Linked DNA regions of Mus musculus: region 1 is linked to region 2. Evidence: chromatin contacts called from public Hi-C data. All regions are on one chromosome and are shown on one strand. The core of a region is the stretch at or near the end of the contact, and the rest is flanking DNA. Distances in the headings are between cores, read along the strand shown.

Region 1 (5,363 bases), core at 2,128-4,627, 270 kb before region 2:
AGCACTGGCCAGCAAAGGAGCTTCTCTCCTGACCTCTAATGTCTCAGATTGGGTTTATCTGGTTTTGAGTTGGCATAAATGGGATTGTCCAGTACTCGTGTGTGTCTGGATTTTTGGCTTCAAGTTATGCTTGCAAGCGTTGCCTGTGTTTTGCATAGCAAGCCACTTATTTTCAGTGTAGTAGAGCATTCTACACTTCCAGACTGTGGAACACAATTACATGCATGGGAAGAATGAGAGAGGGGAGGGAGAGAGAGAGAGAGAAAGAGAGGGAGAGAGACAGACAGACAGACAGACAGAAACTAAGTTACTAACACAGAGAGAGAATTCTTTCAATTTTAGATAGAATGTAATATAATGATCTGTTAAGAGTCACTTTCCCAAATCAGTACCCCATCATCTCCTCCCACACCCAGTCCCTTTCCTTAGTTCATCCAGTCCTAGCAATGTCTCACTAGCCTGACCCTGCCTGAGCAGATAGGAAAGGAACTGTGCTCCAAGGTTCCTTAACCTGTCTCATACTCAAAATAATCCAGAGCCTGGACCATCCCTAGTGGGCAGTACAGTCCGTGTCTTCAGTAGCATCACAGACACCTTCATCCACAGCCAGAGAGGCTGCCTGTCTTACTCTACAGAGCGGAGTTGGCTCAGCGCCTCTGACCCTGATCTGAGTCTACCTCAGGCCTGAGTTCGCAGAAGGGGTCTGCGGCTCCCCCTTTGAAACTTCTGCAAAGAAACCCTCGCATGGTTTTCTCAGCCTCAGCCCGTCATCTGCGACTACGGCTTGGCTGCGTCGAGGCTCTGCCCTCCTCCTCTTCTTTGCCAGACTATAAATCATTTCAATTTCTTCATACTCATCAACTTTTCTGGGGGTCTCCCTTTTGCTGGGAACAATGATCTAATCCCAAGATGCAATTTTAGAGGAACCCTGGGGCAAATCAAAGGGCATGCTAGTCCTGAGCCTCGGTCCATATATGGTACAGTCTTTGAGCCAACAGTAGAATAGACTATAACGCAACACAGCTGATTCACCAGCTGTCCCTCTGGCTCCCTAAGCAGCGCTGGCCCACTCCGGTTTCCATTGAGGTCAGCACGGCATCCATAATAAAAGGTTAAGATAGCTAAAGAGCACCAGGGCATCGTGCTTTTGGATCTCCGCATTTTACTAGTCATTTCTTTCGAGGATCCCAATTCCTAGGAGGCTACGCCTTCTGCAATGTAATAGAATAATAATCGGTTATCTTGTGGGCGTGGCTGGGAGCTGAGAGGGAGGAGAGGAGAGGAGACTCAGCAGAAATGCTTGCTCAAGCCCAGTTACAGCTGAGCTCAGTTCAGAACTGGAAGCAATCGAAGAGCTCCACCCTGACCCTAGGCAGAGGTCAGTATTCACAGCCCAAAACTAGGCCATTATCTATTTTGTTCAGTCTCCACCCTCAAGTGCATCTTATTCATCCGGTTTTTTTGTAAAGTATGAAGATCAAGCCGAGCAGCGCTCAGACAGTAGAAACAACTCGAGCCCGGGTTGCCAGTTGTGGGAAAGCTCACCAGAAGATAACCACATTCTTTGTATTACCAGCCTCCCCACCATGCCATGCCTATTAAAAAGCAAAACATTATATAAGATTCTACTAGTGGCTGGGTCAAACCAGTTTATCAATCTTGTTATCTTTTCAGAAACATTGAAAACAGATTGTTAAACATAATTATTAAAAGATTGAATTACATATCATTATAATGGGATAAATGAGATTTAAAACAGCTATGGCTGATGAAATGGCTGTGTAGGAAAGATATTTGCTCTCACCTAGACCTGTGTAGTGAAAAGACAGAACCCTCTCCCAATCGTTGTCCTTTGACCATCTCCTGTGTGCTAAGGATGCACACACTCTTACGCGCAAATACATTGGATTCACATTTTTAATAATTTAAACAGAAAGACTGGATAGCTCAGCTGTTAAGAGCGTGTGATACCCAATCATGAGGATCAGAGTTCAGATCCCAGCACCCACATGACAAGCCAGAGCAGATGAACTGAAAATGAGTGTACAGACCCCAGTGATCTCTTTCCTCTTCACTCTGGGGCCCATGGGCATGGGTGTGCATGGGCACACACCCACACTCACATTAACACTCACATACACAAATAAGTAAATAAAATTAATTAGCTGTAAAAAGTACCCACGCTCATCACGTGTGTCTCATCGGAGGGTGCTCACTGCATCGGATCTGTGTGCTGGAAATCCTGCACTCTGCTGTGCTGTTTCTCGGATTTGCCTGACTCCGTGCACTGTCCTGCCCATTCTAGTAAGCTTGAAATTGGGAAGAAGGGGACCACTTCTTGTATAAGACCTGAATATGTGAACCAGGGTTTCTTTCTCCCTGCATGGACAATCATACTGCTGTCAGGAGGAGATAACAAAGATTCGTGCCTTGGATACTTACAGGGCAAGAAGAAAAACAAGTCTTTCGAGCCTTGGCTGGGCACAGTTTCCTGAAAAAAGGCTACAGATGAGGATAAAGGGACAGAGGAGAGGTAAGGGAAACTTGCTTAGGCGCCCTCCTACCGCAGGTGCTTAGGCACCCTCCTATCGCAGGTGCTAACCTCATCACCAGAAATAGTAACCTCTCAGTTTGTAACTGCTTGCAAATGAGGAATGGTGGTATCTCCCGATTGTGCACAATCACCCAAAGCTAACTTCTCACACTCAACAACCAGGCCATGACTCCATGGCACCCAGATCCCAGCTGTTATACAGTAATGAAGTTATACATTAATACAGTTATGCAGCTATCCAGTCATCTGGAGCCTGCCTCCTAAGAATCTATGTTGCCAAACTCAAGAAAAACACCTCAAGCCACAAATTTTACTTCATACTAATGGAATGAGATGCCTACTTGTCTTTCCAGATATGGACGCTACTACACCAGTGTCCTGCAAGATAGAACCAAGAAACTTTCTTCCCAACTGTTATAAAAAAGAACAGAACAGAACAAAACCAAAACAAACTAATCCTTCCGTTCTCTATCAGCCAGGTTCCTCTCTGGAAACCCATTCACTGTCTCCTTCCAGTGTATCTCAATAAGTTCTCTCTGTTTTCCCATGTTCTGGTTAATTCTTTTACTGCCTATTCATTACCAGCCTTACTTATGGGTTTCACAGACATTTACCGCCTCTCAAGACTTCCCCGTAATCCAGAGGTGAAGGCAGGAGAATCAGATTAGCCTCTGCTAGACTGTAAGTTCAAGATTAGTCTGAGCTATACGGGGAGCAAGAAGGGGAATGGCAGTGGTAAAGCCTTCAATGAAGACTCAGTGTGAAGATCTGAGGCTGCAGACAGAGCTAGTTTCCTTTTCAAAGACACGGCCTCACTCTGTAGCCTAGCCTGACCTCAAACTTGCCAGTCATCCTACTTTAGCTTCCTGGGGGTTAGCATGACAGATGTGAATCATCACATCTGGCTGGCTAAAGGCATTTCCAATTAAGGGACCAGAAAGACATAACAGCAGGAAGGAGCAGTGAGAGAACGGCTAGTGGCCCAGTATGCAGATGTGAAGATATATCAGGAACATCGAGTGAGCAGAGTAGATATGATGTAACCCAGGAGGGGAGGGAGTAATAGGAAGAGAAAACTGAGACTGAAGGGGACAGGGCTGAGGAAACTGAGGTGTTGCAAAGGCATCCAACAACCCAACTACTTGTGTCTGAGAGACAGCAAGCTCATGCATAATCATTCAATCTGGGGATAGAATGGACAGACAGTGTGATGGGTAGTGGGAGACCTGCTCATCCAAGGTTAGATCGAGCTATAACTGAAATTATAGGGCCTTCACTTAGCCATTAGAGAGGGAGCCAGAAGGAGGAACTAGGAATCTTAGGAAACTTTGGAATGATGATACAGGTGCTATAGTAGACTGAGGTAAAGCAGGCAACAGAAGACTATGTGGCTAATCAAGGAATTAATGGAATAGGCCAATAATGAAGGAATTGACTCTCTTCTAGGAGAAGGTCAGCTACAAGGACTAAAACATTTTGCTACTAAGCAAAGGCTATTTAAGTATCTCACAAGAGTCTGAAAATGATGGTTGGCTTGGGCCAGTGCTCAACCGTGGTCATCGGAGGGCCAAACTCTTCTGTTCTGATATGGTCAGTGCTGTTATTTGTATGTCAGTTTTCATTCCTGTGGCTGACTCCCTATAGTCATAAGACATCTGTCATAACTCATGTCATTTGAAGCAGAGCAGATATGCCTGAGGCAAACGCAAACATCTCTGTAATCAGAGAACGTTTTCCTCCATTCTTCAGCTGATTTCCCTTTACATACTGTGGTGGTATGAGCTTGCTTGACCCATGGGAAGTGGTACTATTAGGAGGTGTGGCCTTGTTGGAAGAAGTACATCACTGTGGGGATAGGCTTTGACGTCCTATGCTCAAGCCCCACCCAGTGTGGAGGAGAATCTGCTGCCTTGGATCAAGATGTAGAATTCTCAGTGGTTCCTCCAGAACCATGTCTGCCTGCATGCTGCCATGCTTTCCACCATGATGATAATGGACAACCTCCTAACCTGTAAGCCATCCCCAATTAAATGCTGTCCTTTATAAGAGTTGCCTTGGCCATTGTGTCTCTTCACAGTAATGAAACTTTAACTAAGACAAATACCATTAGCCAGAATGGTCCACACACTTTAGTAGATAGAATAATACTTTCAGAGGTGATCACACTCTAGCCTCATGCAAATTATTGTGGTTTCACTTTACCCAGAAGAAAACACTTTGGATTAAGGAGTGACCCGTGGCACAGCCAGGCTGTCCTACCATATGCCCTATCTAAGTATATCAGCCCAGCTGGGAGAGGACAATGACAACATTGTTACAATGTGCTACTGATTGCAACATTGCTACAATGTGCTTTGATTCTGAGATACAAGAGCTGCGAGGGAGAACTTGAGAGAGGCTGCTAACATCCGAAAAGAGTCTTGAGTTCACAGCCAGCAAGGAAACAGGGGCTGTAGTCCTATAGCTTCAATAAACCACAATCTTCCACATACCCCAAACACAAGGAAACCTAGTCTCTTTTGAATCCCCAGAAAGGAATAGGGCCGCGATTTTAGACAAGCGGGCTGAACATCAGGAACATGAAACTATAACAAAATAAGGTCTACTGTAAGCTATGTTTGTAATGGTTGCTGAGACAGCAACTTAAAAGTAATACACAAGCCCAATAATGGTATAACCACATATAGTTTAGAGCAACTAGGATTTGCCTGGGTTTGGAGGGGCAGGCTCATTTCTCTGTACATGCTATCAACTATCTATCAGATCATTGAGGGCAGATACTGGAAAGATTGAGAGCCAACATTAACAA
Region 2 (5,157 bases), core at 209-2,708:
CTTCCTCTCTTCTACTTTATCTTGCTTCTTTATAGTCACAGCTATCTCTTTGATTTTGGGTGGCTGTGCAGAAAGCTCAGATGATGATCTGAGGGCATAACCCTTCCTTCACACAGGACTTCACCTGCTTCAGAAACTCCTCAGCCAGCAGGATCACCACGGTGGTGCCATCACTAGTGTCAGTGTCTTCGGATCCGGCAATGTCCACTAAAGTCTTTGCTGCAGGATGTCCACCATCGAGGAGTTTCAGAAGTAGAAATTGTTGTTTTGCCTTGGCCATCCACAATAAGTTGCCATGAGGACCCAGGGTGGTCTTATAGCCCCAGCAATCACTTGGCAAACACAGACAATGTTACTCACGAGCTGTTACTCATGAGTTGAGGAATGCCTTGAGAGCTATCAGTCCCCTCTTTCAACAGGATAACATGGTGGGCATCATCTTGGAAGCGGCATCCGGTACCCATAACTCATCTGTTCTCCACTTCAGGGTCGCCCACTCCAAGTGTTTTCTTTGGGCTGGAGACAGAAAAAAAGGAAGTACTTTGTATACTTTGCAATGCCTTGATTTTGACTGTTTCTGCATGCTGCTTTCCAGGCAGCCTCTTAGCAATTATTTCACCTTGTAAATCAGCCTTGGCCCATTAGTGCCTAAGGCAGAAAGCCAACAGATAGCAAGCAAAGCAAGCATGTGAACAGCAGTGGAACCCTTAGATATACTAACTATGCTTTTTTTTTTTTTAACAATCTGATTTTCTGCTTATCTATCTCATGACCTTGTGAAAGTGGGGAGAAATACGAATTATATATCTCTGTGTCTTCAAGGTTACAGATCAAGATACAGCAAATCAAGGCTGTGTTAAAGGCAATAGCATGATTCCGTGAATAAAATTTGTCTTTACACCATTTCTAACTTGCTCTTGGAATACTAGTGATGGCTTACTGGAGAATTTTGAATTCAGATTCCTCATTTTGTATAGGAGGAAATGAAGGCTAGAAGACAAAGTGTGTTAGAATCAATAATATGGAGGCTAAAGAGATGGGTCAGTGGGTATCCTGTTCGTCTTTCAAAAATACAAGGTGGAGAAAGATTGAGGAAGACACCGGATATCAACCTTTGGCCTTCATTTGTACCTGTGCATATGGGGTGCAAACTTAGACCTCCCCCCTCAGTAAATCCTAACTTCCGATTTGACAAAACTTCCTACAGGCAAAGAAAAAAAAAAAAGAAAAGAAAAACAGGGGGTGAGGTGGGAAGGACCACAACTCCCAGAATGCAGTGCTTCCTAGCCTTCCTGTTGCTCAATTTCCAGGGGGTGGGTTTTGAGCGTCCTCTCTGTACCATTGGTCAGACTTCCTATTAGGGCGGAGAAAGTGACCATTTCTCTCCAATCCAGGCACGGAATGAAAGGCTATTGAAGTGGTTAGCCAATCATAACGCGTCTCTGCTCCATGCTTCCTCCACCATAAACTTCCGTGGCGGGAAAACTTGGGAAGTTTTGGCGCCAAGGCGGTGTCACGCGTTTCCGGACTGTTTGGTGGCCGGCGATTTCGGAGCTGCGACATGGCGGGCACAGTAGTGCTGGATGATGTGGAGCTGCGGGAAGCGCAGAGAGACTACTTGGACTTCCTGGATGACGAGGTGAGGCTCGGGCCGCGAGCCCGGTGCTGGGGTCCCGCGGGTGACCGGGCACGGCTGAGGGGGTTCCCGCGGGTGACCGGGCACGGCTGATGGGGTTCCCGCGGGTGACCGGGCACGGCTGATGTGGTCCCCGCGGGTGACTGGGCACGGTGCTGGGGTCCCGCGGGTGACCGGGCACGGCTGAGGGGGTTCCCGCGGGTGACCGGGCACGGTGCTGGGGACCCCGCGGAGGACCAGGGCCGCTGATAACTTCTTTTCTCTGCAACTTCCTGTTATCTTTTTTTCTCTCCTAAAGATGTACCTCCAGATTTTAAAAGTTACATTCTTTTCATGTATTAGTTTCGTTATGAAATTTCATAAACACATAATGTATTTTGGTCATATTTCTTTCTTATCACTCCCTCTTATAATTACTGCTACTGATCCCCATAGCCTACTTGACATGGTACCCAGGCCTTGTGCTTGCCGTCTTCCTCTGAGCAGCCTATTTTTCTTGAAACCTCTTACATTAGGATATGTTAACTATACATACGGGTTACATTATGAAACTTCATAAGCACATAATGTATTTTGATCATTTTCATTTTCTCATTATCTCCTCTTGTCATTTTCTTGCTCCTGTATATCTTCATGAGTTACTAGGGTTTTCTCCAAAGTAATTTAGTTTGTCTCTAAATTCATGTGTTCCCCCCAAACCCCACACAACTTGCAAGGAGACTGGTCAGGTGTAAACAGGCTCTTCTTTGGAAAAGCTAATGTAACTGGCTCAGAGCCCTCAGATTTAATGACTGGCCTGATGCTGGTGAGGGTAGGAGCGAGACTAACAATTTATGACAGCTCTCTTTTTAGTGAATCAAGTGTTTTGTATGCAGGTAAAATGGGTTTAAGTGTAATCCAAAATTTAAAGCTATAGGATGTTGATGAGCCCTGGAAGTTTGTTGATCAATGAAAAGCAATTTAAATTTGAATTTTAAGAGTATTTAAATTACATTTCAAATATACATCATGATTTTGAAATATGTCTACAGTCAGGTGTGCTAACATCCAGATTTTAAAGTTAAATTTTCATATTGCAAGTTTTTTTGTTTGTTTTTACTAAGTCTTTAAGACTTAGGCCATTCTAATTCCCAATTAAAATGTAAGCATATAGGAGAACTGTTAATGATCATGATAGTATGTGATAGGGCATGCTGGACAGGAGGAAAGGGTTGTCTGCAGCTGTCTACTTCCTGGGCACCGTTGAGACATATATCAACATGCTGGCATCCTCATGTGTAAGTGACATAGTGGCTAGTGTCATCTTTGCTGGTGTAGGCTTTAAGTAGCTCCCAAGTCCCTGCTTAGGACTTTTGAATACCTTTATGCTGACCTCCCATGGTATAAATAGAACCCTCCCCCACCCCCACGATCAGTAACCCCTTTATAAATTGAATGCTCAGTGGTCCTTAATGCTCTATTGATAGAGACAGCAGGTGTGTTCTCCTTGTCCAGAAAGGCATACACCTGTTTTATAATGTAGGAAAGAACATTTTTCCGCTGAAAGACAGAAGTACGTTACACCAGAGGGCAAGAACACAGAACTGACCACCCAGCCTTTATGTAATATGTCCTTAAGTACCCCCAAGTTCTTGATGCAGTTGTAGACCCCACTGCTGAGCTTGCCTGCCTTCTGACCTTCTAATATTACTGGAATCCCTTAGATTCAGGACAGGCTTACTCTCACTCGACGATACCCCTTTCTACCAGTGTTTACAGCTTGTCACTGTGTACCCATCTGCTTGCTTGTTCTTTTGGCTGTTGCTCTTGAAGGAATCTTACTCTGTAGCCTAGCTTTGGACTCAGAGGTGATCCTCCTGCCTCCGATGCCTGAGTGCTGGAATTGTAGTTTAGCTCCATGCTCTACCTGAATTCAATTTTTCCTCTTTGTATCTCCTAGGCAGCTTTAGAGATCCAAGCTTGCTATGAATAAAACCAAGACCCTGTAGAAAGGGGACCCTCAGTTTCTTAGGTGACATTGACTTTATGATTCTTAGAGTCTCTTAATAGATTGTAGGTGAGGTCTGAGGCCAGCGGGTGAAAGGGGGAGACTGAAAAACAGACTTTGCGTTCATCTGGGCCCAGAGGTTTTGTTTCCAGGGTTGCTTCTGGTCTGAAACACATTTGACTTGTGTCCTAATTTAATATGTCAAATCACTTGTTCAATATGTCTTATTGGCGCTTCGCAGGAGGACCAAGGCATTTACCAGAACAAGGTTCGGGAACTGATCAGTGACAATCAGTATCGGCTGATTGTCAGCGTGAATGACCTGCGCAGGAAGAATGAAAAGAGGGCTAACCGGTGAGCCGTGACAGGGTTTCCCGGGGGCCCGCTGCTTTGGAGGGAGAGAGGAAGGCATCCTGTTTAGATTGGGAAGACCTAGAGTGCATGGGCTTCACCTACATACAGGCTGTCGTTGTCGTCTCCCAGAGAAGAGGTGGTCTCAGGTACTCCCATCTTCCAGTGTTGTGTTGAGCATCCTTTTTTACATGTTTGATGAATTGAGAATAACTTCAGTCTTACACAGTGGTAGCACAAAGTAGACATGGATTTCCTTTCTCTGACCCGAGGTTGTTCCTTCCTGTTTCTAGGGTCAGCTTCCTGAGCTCTGTCTAACTGTTCTTTGTCTCAACCCCACGCAGCCTCCTGAACAATGCGTTTGAGGAGCTGGTTGCCTTCCAGCGGGCCTTGAAGGATTTCGTGGCCTCCATTGACGCCACCTACGCCAAGCAGTATGAGGAGTTCTACATAGGATTGGAAGGCAGCTTTGGCTCAAAGCACGTCTCTCCCCGGACTCTCACTTCCTGCTTCCTCAGCTGTGTGGTCTGTGTGGAAGGCATTGTTACTAAATGTGAGTGGATGGAAGATGGTGGTGCTAGGGCCCTAAGGAAATGGTAGGGTAGATTTAGGAGGTCTGGAACCCAGGGGAGCTGGTATGAGTCTGGGGAACTTGTTCAAGGAAACATTGAAATTAAATAGTAAAATGTGAAGCAACTCAGGGTCCACGGCACTCCGGACTGGGAGGGACCAGCAGTGGAAAGCAGAATTGCGAGTTCCCAAAGCGGGACGAGTCCAGTTCTTCCCTCCTCACTGCAACCCTGAACTGTCCCTTCATTGACATCAGTGGTTCTTAAAATTACACATGGATGCAGGGTACCTATGTATAGATGTAAAAAAGGACAAATGACAAGTGGTAGGAAGACAGGTTAACCTAACTGGGAGAATATAGTATTTATTATAGAGCTTGCATAAGTTTAGGCCCCCGTTGTCTGTTACTGTGCCGTTGGTGACTCTGTGCACCTTTGCATCCCTAGGCTCTCTGGTTCGCCCCAAAGTCGTTCGCAGTGTTCACTACTGTCCTGCTACTAAGAAGACCATAGAGCGACGCTACTCTGACCTCACCACCCTAGTGGCTTTCCCATCCAGTTCTGTTTATCCCACAAAGGTGAGGACATGAATCGGTTGGGCATCTTGGGGGCAG

Evidence for each region. A called contact is a pair of places that touch in the nucleus more often than the background predicts.
Region 1: a contact with region 2 is called in a Hi-C map of the G1E-ER4 cell line, with 2.2 times the contacts expected there. The contact joins the enhancer-like site here to the promoter of Mcm3 in region 2. A contact is called at or near these places in 9 of 39 promoter capture datasets (the 3T3-L1 cell line, the C10 cell line, the HPC-7 cell line and 4 more), 1 of 15 datasets of contacts at CTCF or cohesin (the NIH/3T3 cell line), 28 of 484 Hi-C or Micro-C datasets (the C2C12 cell line, CD4 single positive thymocytes, CD8 T cells and 22 more), 1 of 115 datasets of contacts at active chromatin or transcription factors (microglia) and 2 of 9 other capture datasets (adipose tissue and liver).

Annotation. Positions count from the first base shown.
Region 1 is chr1:21,093,070-21,098,432 of GRCm38.p6, reverse strand. No RefSeq gene overlaps it. Among named protein-coding and RNA genes, the nearest start is that of Tram2, 17 kb to the right of the region's middle. Within about 2 kb of position 3,377, at least 51 of the 459 cell types and tissues checked have an H3K27ac peak or open chromatin away from gene starts, as enhancers often do. A contact at or near this core is called in CD8 T cells, the G1E-ER4 cell line, the HPC-7 cell line and 5 more, where this site is marked.
Region 2 is chr1:20,816,613-20,821,769 of GRCm38.p6, reverse strand. Mcm3 (minichromosome maintenance complex component 3) reads left to right here and starts at 1,458. Exons shown (of 17, transcript NM_008563.3): 1 at 1,458-1,639; 2 at 3,865-3,977; 3 at 4,319-4,527; 4 at 4,991-5,121. The coding sequence starts at 1,562. It also overlaps the pseudogene Gm20587.